3 separate regions of the Mus musculus genome follow, and all the other regions are linked to region 1. The links are chromatin contacts, called in public promoter capture Hi-C maps. All regions are on one chromosome and are shown on one strand. Each heading gives the region's core, a stretch centred on a gene start, on an enhancer-like site or on the middle of the called end of the contact. The rest is flanking DNA. Distances are from core to core; before and after follow the strand shown.

Evidence for each region. Promoter capture Hi-C pulls out the DNA fragments that hold promoters and counts their contacts.
Region 2: a contact with region 1 is called in a promoter capture Hi-C map of macrophages, with 7 read pairs. The contact joins the promoter of Trim34a here to the promoter of Trim12c in region 1. A contact is called at or near these places in 3 of 39 promoter capture datasets (the C10 cell line, the HPC-7 cell line and macrophages), 8 of 484 Hi-C or Micro-C datasets (B cells, CD4 T cells, the G1E-ER4 cell line and 4 more), 15 of 115 datasets of contacts at active chromatin or transcription factors (the SCID.adh cell line, T-cell acute lymphoblastic leukemia, bone marrow-derived macrophages and 9 more) and 3 of 9 other capture datasets (adipose tissue, embryonic stem cells and liver).
Region 3: a contact with region 1 is called in a promoter capture Hi-C map of macrophages, with 9 read pairs. The contact joins the promoter of Trim30a here to the promoter of Trim12c in region 1. A contact is called at or near these places in 1 of 39 promoter capture datasets (macrophages), 10 of 484 Hi-C or Micro-C datasets (CD4 T cells, LSK cells, embryonic fibroblasts and 7 more), 6 of 115 datasets of contacts at active chromatin or transcription factors (the 230-238 cell line, effector CD8 T cells, heart atrium and 2 more) and 2 of 9 other capture datasets (adipose tissue and macrophages).

Annotation. Positions count from the first base shown.
Region 1 is chr7:104,351,629-104,354,989 of GRCm38.p6, forward strand. It overlaps Trim12c (tripartite motif-containing 12C), which reads right to left and starts at 1,730. Exons shown (of 8, transcript NM_001146007.1): 1 at 1,566-1,730. Gm38525 (tripartite motif-containing protein 30A-like) reads right to left here. Exons shown (of 8, transcript XM_006508379.2): 8 at 2,931-3,361. It overlaps Gm36430 (a long non-coding RNA gene), which reads left to right and starts at 409. Exons shown (of 6, transcript XR_003946847.1): 1 at 409-1,343.
Region 2 is chr7:104,242,830-104,246,190 of GRCm38.p6, forward strand. Trim34a (tripartite motif-containing 34A) reads left to right here and starts at 1,628. Exons shown (of 8, transcript NM_030684.3): 1 at 1,628-1,763.
Region 3 is chr7:104,444,488-104,447,848 of GRCm38.p6, forward strand. It overlaps Trim30a (tripartite motif-containing 30A), which reads right to left and starts at 1,638. Exons shown (of 8, transcript NM_001357467.1): 1 at 1,417-1,638.

The sequences.
Region 1 (3,361 bases), core at 480-2,979:
ACAATATGTAAGGAAATAAAGGTAACAGATTCATAGCCACACTAACTTAGAGAGAGGGAGAGGGAGAGGGAGAGGGAGAGGGAGAGGGAGAGGGAGAGGGAGAGGGAGAGGGAGAGGGAGAGGGAGAGGGAGAGGGAGAGGGAGAGGGAGAGGGAGAGGGAGAGGGAGAGGGAGAGAGGGGAGGGGAGGGGAAGGGGAGGGGAGGGAAGAACTCAAGCAAATTCAAGAATGAAGGCACTGGCTTATGAACACGGACAAGAAACAGTTGTTGAGAAAGCAAAACACACAAAATCAACCTTGACAGGAGAAGGTTTGTTGATGTCTTCTGGGCGTCTAGATTAGCTTTAGAGCAAAGCCATGATATCCCTGATCACACTGGTTTCTCCCATGGCTCTCTCAAGCTTTTTTTTTTTTTTTTTTTAATTTGTCATTTTTTAACATCAATCAAAAATTTAATTTTCTTTCTTTAAAGGTAGAAAGAGGCTATTGCAGTCATGTGCTCCTGACACTACAGAGACTTGGGGCTGGGGCTGTCGGACAAGCTGGAGACCAGTCTGGGCAACATAAAATGTATCCTCTCTCCAAGAAACCTTACAAAAGCTGGCACTTTGGGGGAAATCTTCAGATGTGTCACTGGAGCATGCTCATAGTAGTTTTCCCATCTTCAAACACCCCTTCCCCTCTGCGTGGGAACTGAACCCAAAGCTTGAAAAGTACTCTATCACTGAACTAAGTCACAGATGTCTTTTAAAAAAATATTCTATGAATGAGTCTTATTGAGTTGCTGATGATGGCCATCAATTTATAATCCTTCTGCCTCCTGTTTATCTGGAATCTCAAGCTGGGCTGAAGTCTATATTGGTATGGAGAAAATATCGGAAGGGGAAAGATAATAGCTGAAGTTATTCCCAGGCTTGGGACTGTCAAACAGGGTCTGTGACTAAATAACAGGCTCTCAGTCTCTGGTACTAAACTGAGAGAAACTCTGGGACTCTTAGAGGAGTATTTTGCAACTTTCCTAATGCTGCAACTCTTTAGAAAACTTCCTCGTGTTGTATTGACCCCAACCATAAAACTGTGGTATTTGCTACCTCATAACTATATTTTTCTACTGTTGTGAATCATAATATGAATATATGATATGCGAGATATCTAAAGTGCAACTCCTGTGAAAAGGTCATTCAAACGAGTCCGATCCGGTAAAGAACCAAAGCCCTAAAGTATGCGGAAGTACCACTTTATCACACAAAAACACATTGAAAAGCAGAGGCTCTGATCCAGCTTTGCTGCCTGGAAAGGGAATGTCTGTGGTAGGAAACAACGCTCTGGGTCTCGTGCACAAGGTACAATTCAAAATTACAGATTGTGAAACTGAAGGGGGAGACTAAACCTGGAAAAAACACAACTTTAAAGTAGTTTTGTTGTTGTTGTTGTTGTTGGTGGTGGTGGTGTTTTGTTGTTGTTGTTGAGGAGGCACCTCCCTCAAGCTCCCCCATTTGCATTTTCAGCCAGAGGCCGGCAGCCCCTCCCCCTTCCCCTCCCCCGCTTTTACAGGATAAACTCACCCAAGCAAAAGCAATGTTCTCCTTTCAAAGTCTTCAAAAGTCTGCCCCCTAAAATTGCTCAGCCCGTTATCAGACGCCAGAAAGTTGTAAACCAGGGAGAATTAACTAACCAATCCAGAACTTCAAGGTATTTCCGACTCGAAGCTAGAGAAACGAAAGTTTGAGAGCTGGAAATGAAACAGAAACCACAACTCTACAGACCAATGAGATGCCTTTGCATAAGCCTGCAGGGCCCACACTGACTGAGGAAGTTATCCTCATATCAGCATTGGCTGGCTCTGGAGACTGGGGAGGAGTTATGTGCAGAGCCAGGCAGAAACACCTCACCACCCTCACAGCAGAGAGTAATGAGCTGCAGAGGGCTCTCCAGCTGCCCAATAGTCTCCACCAGATTATGTATTGTGTGGCTCAACAGACTTAGTCCTTTTCCAGTGCTGATCTGATCCACCCATTCATTTCCTCCCTTCTAGGAGTCCCTCACCAGAATATCTTGGAGGTTCCTATTTGGCTTAGAGGTGTATTGAACACCTATATAGTGACTCAGCAGTACCGGAATTAGAAGGGAGAAATCTGTAGAGCTGAGAATGAGGTACAGTTGACATAGTGCTTGCCTATCAAGCATGGAGCACTGGGATGGTCCTCAGAAGTGTATATAACCATGTGTGGTGGCCCCTGCGGTCTGTCTTACTTACTCTTCTACTTCTCTGATAAATACCATGACTAGGACAAGTTACAAGGAGAGTGTTTAATTTGGCATTCACAGTTCCTATGGGTTAAAGTTCATGACCACCACAGTGGAGAACCTGATAACAGGCAGTGAGCTGGAGCAGGTGCTGGAGTAGGAAGTGAGAAGTCACAACTGGAGACACATCTTACAGAAACCTGAGGCAGAGAGAGAATGATGGTGGGGTTCAGAGTCTACTGAATTCTGAAAGCTTGCACCCATGCCATACTTTCTCCAAGAATGCCACACTCCTAATCTTTCCTGAACAGTGTCCTGATAACTAAGAACCAAGTATCCAAAAAATCTTAGCCTCTGGGGCCATTGTTATTCAAACCAGCACAGGATGCCACTGCCTTGCAGCTGGCTGCATGAGATCAGGAGCTCAAAGCCATCCTCAGCTATGGTGACTGACATCAGGATGGCATGGGAAACACCTGAAGCTTTCCAAAGAGAAAAGGAAGGGAGAAAGAAAGAGAAGAATAAATAAATAAATCACAAATTAATTAAAGAAAGTCAGTTGTGTGAGTGAATGTTGGAGAAGCCACCATCACCTGTCTCATCCCCTTTCCTGTTTGCCTCTCTAATTATTTCCCTACAGTCTCAGATCTACTGAAATATGGAATGATGAGTGACAGCAGACATAACTCTGTAGTTTGAATTTATTTCACATACTTACAACTGTCTTATACTCTTCTTCCTTTCAGATAGACTGACCCTAAATGAGCTCTAGCTCCCTTAGCCTCCCCAGTGCTGGGATCATGAACTTTTGCTGTTGTTGTTTAGTTTGGCTTTTGACTTCAGTGATTGAACCACGGTCCTTGTGGATGCTGGGCTAGTGCTCTATCCATAGCTATACACTTACCTAAATTTCATATCTTGATGAGGTCATAAGCCTCACTGTTGTTCTTGCTGTGGACACAATTGCTTACAAACAATGCTTTGATGTTCCAAGTCTTCTGAAATGTTAATAGTTATGAAAAACCCTCTAACATTTCTTTTGAGGCAGGGATTTAGTCTATATTCAAGCCTGGCCTAGAACTCACCAAGTATTTAGAGTGTTAGGATAGTTTCT
Region 2 (3,361 bases), core at 378-2,877, 110 kb before region 1:
GTCTGTGTGTGTGTGTATATATATATACATACCTTTGCTTTTTTGTGGTTCTTTACTGTACCCCTCACATACAGTGAGGACTACACTTATCTGTGGATATAAAAACAAAGTTTGGATTGTTTCAGGAATTGAGCTGGTTTTAGTAAAGTCGTGGTTGTAGGTTTTCCTTTAAGATTTATGACTTTGAGAGAGAAAGCTAGGCTGATTTCATGACAGACTTAAAATTGGTAGTTAAGGAGACTAGGCCTAAGAACTGAGCCAGTCCAGGCAAGTCAATTACCAATAGAAAAAATCCTAGGCTCCAGCCTTCAAGCCCAGTTAATGGAATGTCCCAACCACCTGGCCTGAAGCAAGGCCAATGGGTAGGCAGCAGTTTCCAGACTTCCTCAGTTACTACCTTGGTAACAGTTCCCAGACCTCCCCAGCAAGTTTCCTGCCCTCACACCCAGGTAATAGAATGTCCATAGAGATGGACCCAATAGATTAACATAGAGGTCCCTACCTCAGAATTCCCTAATGAGCCTTAAATCAGACCAGCAAGCTCTCTTGGGTGTCTCTATCTTGGTAATGGGAGACCCCAGCTTGCTGGACTTCTGCAGAAATCTATCTTTACATTTGCATACCAGTTGAGTTGGGTGTCATTCTTCTTTGAATTATGGACCCTTACAACTTCACTGGCACCATTCCCTGCTGCAGGCATGGTTTCCCTTTCTTGTTTATTGGGTAGACTTGATAATTCTTGAGGGGGGTGGGTAAGAAGAGAGAAAGAGAGAGAGACAGAGAGACAGAGAGAGAGAGACAGAGAGAGACAGAGAGAGAGAGAGACAGAGAGAGAGACAGAGATAGAGAGAGACAGAGACAGAGAGACAGAGAGAGAGAGAGAGGAGCACTACCAGCAGGGAACATGTGGAGAGGGGACAGGGGGAAGGAGAAAGGGCTCAGAGAGAACAAGGAGGGGCCAAACAGTCCCTTTTATAGCAAGCCAGACCTACCTGACTGTTGCTAGGTAACTGTTGAGTGGAGCCTAAAAGGAATGTAAATGTGCTAACCTGGAAGGGATTGGGGATGGAGACACTTGAGAAGGTCAAAGTGGACAAAGGTCAGTGCAAAGCTGCAGATTCTATTTTCATAACCAAAGGGTTATTGTTATTCACAAATTAAGCAAAAGACCGTGCTTTTTTTTTTTTTTTTAATGTGTTCCCATGTATTCCTGGGTTGTTGTTCCCCTAACTGAACACCTTTAAACATTAAGGAACTCAGAGACCACCCTCAGATGGTGACTAGATAAAAATACCGCTGCTGTCTGGCCTGAAAAAGATTGTAAGAAACTGTATAGCTTGCTGGGCCATTTGTTTTATTTTCGGCTCACACGTTAATAAAAGTTTCTCGTGTTTCTTTTGAGTTCGTGGCTGCCTTCTTGCTGAGTGAAATCTTCCCTTAACATGGTCTTTAACCACCTGATGTAAGTGACAGCCCTTAGCTATGGCCACCAAAAAGCTCTTCCTGGCTGCTGAAAACTTCTCCTCTAGCCTTGGATCACCAGAGTCCCTGCATTGCCATCTATTGGTGGCCTAGAGTTTTGCCAATACTTAGGACTCAAAAGTTTCCTCCTCTTTCCTGTATCCGCTGGTTTGGAGTTTCAGTTTCTTTTCTCTGCAGTCAAAAAGGGAGGGGCTGCTGGTTGGTTTGGCTGGCTGAAACCAGTCCCTGGCTTTTCCTCACCGCTTCTGTCTGGAGGAAAGATCTCCCCTTCCAGGTCGGAGGTGAGGGTCCAAAGGTGTGTGCGAAAGTTTGTCCAGGGTGGAGGGAGGGAGACCCTAAAAGGAGAGACTTCAGTGACGCTTAGGAGAGGCTTATTTGCTCACAGATCACAAACCGCAGTGATCTGAAGTTGAGAAAAAGAGTTCGTGAGGAATCGAATTGAAATTGAGCAGGAAGGTCTTTTTTTTTTTTTTTTTCTGGAGAAGCCCCTTCTTTTGCTGGGGCAAGCACTTCCTGTTTCCTTCTGCTCTGCTGCTGTGATACACCTTGTAAACAGGTCTGGAATCTCAGGAGCCCTCCCCACCCCCCGCGTCCCCTCCTCTTCTCTCCCTTCTCCTTGTTTCCTCTCCCCTCTGCCTACTAAGATACTGTAGAGTTTCAGGGGTTCAGTCTAAGAGGAGCCTCTATTCCCCTCCTTGCAGCCAAAGGGGCTATCAGTGACCTTAACATCCTGAGCCCTTGATTTACTTGAAAACCCGCCCCCGTGTCACTTTCTAACTATATGTACCTCTGAAGAGCCACTCTTAGGATTCCATGTTTACTTAAACAGAGATTTTTTTTTTAAATACGTATTTATTATTTATTTTTGAGGCCCGTTTCACCGCCTTACTGAGGTTGGTCCTGGAGTTCTGGGGTCAAATATCACCCTACCTCAGCCTCTTAAAGTAGCTGGGACTGCAAGCTTGTGCCTTCCCAACCCCCTCACCCCTCCACCTGCTTGTTTCTGTCTCAGTAGCCATAAGAGATCCTGGTGTCCTCACCTGGCTTAGGCCTTATTGATCATTCTTGCTTGCATCTTTGCACTAAAAGTTATATCAGTTCTTTTTTTTTTTTTTTTTGCTTAGATAGTAAACAAGAGTTAGGTATTGCTCTGGACAGAGCCTAGGTGTTCTTGGTAAGATATTGATCCTGAATATTTTCCATGTTAGGCTAATATATGGGCATTTTGCATCTTCATAGATGGTTTAAACACCTGCCCGCCATTGTCCAGTACTTTCACTTTTCAGAATTCACCACATCTCCTTTTTCTGAATCTGCACTGCAATGCTAGAGAGTTTAGTCATGGCCAAACACAGAAGATAATTAAGGTGTCTCTCTCTCTCTCTTTTAATTAAAAATGTCAATGGGAAAAAGCGTGTTTTGGCATAAAAAAGCATACTAAGCACCCATTCAATATTTATCTAATATGAAATAAATCGACATGCTTATACTCCAGCTAGGAATGACAATAAGAAGAACTAAGTAGCTTATAAACTATGCAGCTTTTGTTTTCAGACTAAGCAAACAGTTCAATATAATCTCTTTTACCTTATTTTGTTTTGGGTTTTGGTTTTTGGAAACAGGGTTTCTCTGTGTAGCCCTCGATGTCCTGAAACTAGCTTTGTAGACACAACTGGCCTTGAACTTAGAGATTTGCCTGCTTCTGCCTCCCAACTGCTGGGGATAAAGGTATATGGCACCACCTCCTGGCTTTTCAGTAGGATCATAAGGAAGTTGAAGCTTTAACACAGGTGGGCTTTCCTTAAATCTGAGAGGAAGATGTTCCGGAGGAGCTGCAGAGAAAGGAACAGGAGGTGGGTGGGCTTGAATGATGCTGCAG
Region 3 (3,361 bases), core at 388-2,887, 93 kb after region 1:
GGGGGCTTTTGGGATAGCATTGGAAATGTAATTGAGGAAAATATGTAATAAAAAAAAGGGTATAAAAAGAATGAAGAGAGTTCAAAGAACTGATGCCATAGAAGAAATGGTCCTTTTCCAAATAGGCCTGGCAAATAAATTCTCTCATTTACAAAGTATCATTTTTTGAAGCAATTTGACACGTATCCCCTAGACGTTTCCACATTTAAAAACTGGACAACCCTAAAACATGCATTTTAATATCTCATAACATATGGTGGTTAAGAGAGTTAATTGCTATGTTCAGAAAACAGGTGTACACAACTGATTGAAAGCAAGACAGAGCAAAGGGAAAGGGGATGAATGGGCTCTTGAGAACCCTCAAGCCAACCTGGACACAGGAAGTCCTGACCTGTGTCTTCTGGAGTCTACATTAGTTTGGGTGAAGCCTGGATTCCCTGCTCCAAGTCCTTTCTTTTCTTTCATGGTTCTCAAGATCTCTAGATCTTTCTATCAGCAGACATTTTTCATTCTTTTATGTCATCAAATTCAATTAGGAGCTCTTGCTGTGCCTCCTAGGGCACTAATGTTCATGTGTAATCCCAGGAGCTGGGGAGGCTGACACAGAACAATTCCATGAGGTCAGCCTGGGATATACAGGAATTAAAAAGCTGTCACTTCTTGAGAGTGCTCCTTTGCTGTTCTCTCTCTGTCTCTCTGTTTCTTTCTGTTTCTCTCTATCTCATCCAATCTTCCTTTCACCCTATCCTCTGTCTCTTTCCTTGGGATTAAATTAGGAGCTGGTAGAAACTTGCAAGTGCTCCTCCAGCCCACTAATTGCACCCAAATTAGCTAAATAGATTTGGTCTTATTAGGTCCTTGGACTCTGGATCTTACTGTGTCGTCTTTCGTTGTATCCAGAATTACTAGTCTGGGGTGATCTAGATTCAGATACAGGACATATGGCATATGGGGAAGGGTAGGCAATGGTAATGATTTTAAAGTGACATTAGGAATTCCCTACAGACTTCAGGCTATTTTATAGTACAAGTACATTAATAGGAGGCTGCAAAGAGATCAAGACTTCCAATCACAGACAAAGATCAAAGGAAATAAGCCCTTAGAATCATGGGTAAATCTACTATTACTCAGAGAAATCTTAACCTTTTTTTTCAAACACCCCTCTGGCTATACTACTTCTTTGGAGGGAAATCAGTGTCTGTGTTGGAGCAGAAGATTCATGCTGCAACTCATAATTAAAGATTAGAAAAAAGACTGGAGTCTGTTTGGAAAAATAACGGACCTTTCCAGACAGGTCATAAGAGCTGTCTTCCTCAAGGCCACCCTGTCTCTGGCTCTCATCCCCATAATATTCAGCAGGAAGCCAGCAGTTCCCCCCCAACCTCTTCCTGCTTTTTAACTTCAACTTAAACTCACCAGAGCAAAGACTGTGTCTTCTTCTAAATTCCTCCAAACTCTGCAGTTGAAAATTGGCTCACACCTTCAGATACCAACCAAGAGACCCAGGATTTGTGGAGAGGAGCAAACACAGGCAAGAGTCTAAGTCCTGAGGATTCAGCCAACTGTGCTGGTCCTCTTGGGAGCCAGTAGAGAAATGAAAGTTAAGACTGTGAGGGCAGGAACTGAGAAAAAGAAACTAAAAACAACCAACCAGTGGGGTGGTACCCCATCAATATCTGAGGTTTTACCACCAGAGGGAGTCAGTTGCCTTAGGTCAGCTTTGCCTTCCAGTAACTTGGGACATTTTTTTTCAGAACTACAGAAACTTGTTATGTCACTTGTTCAGACTCATGATACAATCAACCAAAAAGTTCCTGACCCTCTGGGAATGTGGAAAGAAAGCCTTCCCCATGGGCTTCTCCTGCACTTGAGCTCCTGTTTTGGCTTTGCCTTGGTGGCAGGTGTGGCCTAAAGGGAAGGAAAAACAAGGCTAGGGACAGAAAGCTGCCGTGTTCCTCTGAGGTTGGAGCTGGACTCTTACCGGAAGAGAACAGGAAGGAAGTTGCAGTTCAGGGAGCTGCCACACAAGCAAGATTTCCCACCCATCAGGGACAGAATGGGGAGGAGTCATGTGCAGAGCCAGGCAGAAACACCTCACCACCCTCACAGCAGAGAGAGCAGTGAGCTGCAGAGGGCTCTCCAGTTGTTCCATGATGTCCCTCAGATTATGTATTCTGTAACTGAATAGACTTTGTCCCTTCACAGTGCCGAGCTGATCCATTCATTCATTTTCCCCTTTCCAGGAGTCCCTCTACAGGATGTTTCACAAGGTCCCATTTGATTTAGGATTTGTTTAAAGACCAGTACTACTGCTACACCATTCCCTGAATAAAAGGTGGAAATCTGTAGAGCTTCTCTGAGAGTAGTGTTTGCCTATCATTATAGAGTCTGATGGTGGACCCTCAGCACTGTACAAAATCAGGTGTGGTGGCTCCTGCATGTGATCTGTCTTAGTTACTCCGAACTGCTGGGATAAACACCATGACTGGGACAAGTTGTAAGGAAAGTGTTTCATTTGGGGCTCACAGTAGAGTTCATGACCACCACAGTAGGACACATGGCACCAGGCAGGGAGACAAGGTGCTGGAGCAGGAAATGAGAAGTCACACCTTGAGACACAAACTAGACAAGAGGCAGAGGCAGAGAGAAAATGTTGTTGTTGGTGGTCAGAATCTACTGAATCCTGAAAGCTTGCATCCATGCCATACCTTCTCTAATAATGCCACACTACCAATCTTCTTTTCTTTTCTTTTTTTTTTTTAAGGATTTTTTTTTTATTGGATAGTTTCTTTACTTACATTTCAAATGTTTTTCCCTTTCCAGGTCTTCCCTTCGGAAACCCCCTACTCCTACCTCTATGAAGGTGTTCCCCCTCCCCCACTCCTATCTTCCTGCCCTAGCATTGTCACATACTGATGCATCTAATATCCTCAGGCCCAAGGGTTACTCCTCCCACTGATGTCCAACAAGGCCATCCATCATCTGCCACATATGTGGACATAGCCATGGCTCCTTCCATGTGTACTCTTTGGTAGATGGTCCAGTTCCCAGGAGCTCTGGTGGTTCTGGCCCGTTGACACTCTTGTTCCCTCCATGAGGATGCAAACCCTGTCAGCTCTTTCAGTCCCTTCTCCAACTCCTACACTGAGGACCCTGCTCTCTGTCCAATGGTTGTCATTGAGCATCTGCCTCTGTATTTGTCAGTCTCTGGCAGAGTCTCTCAGGAGACAGCCTTATCAGTCTCCCATCAGAAAGCACTTCCTGCACACTCAATAGAGTCTGATTTTGGGGACTGTATATGGGATAGGTCCCCAGGTGGGGCAGTTTCTGAATGGCCTTTATCTCAGTTTCTGTTCCACAC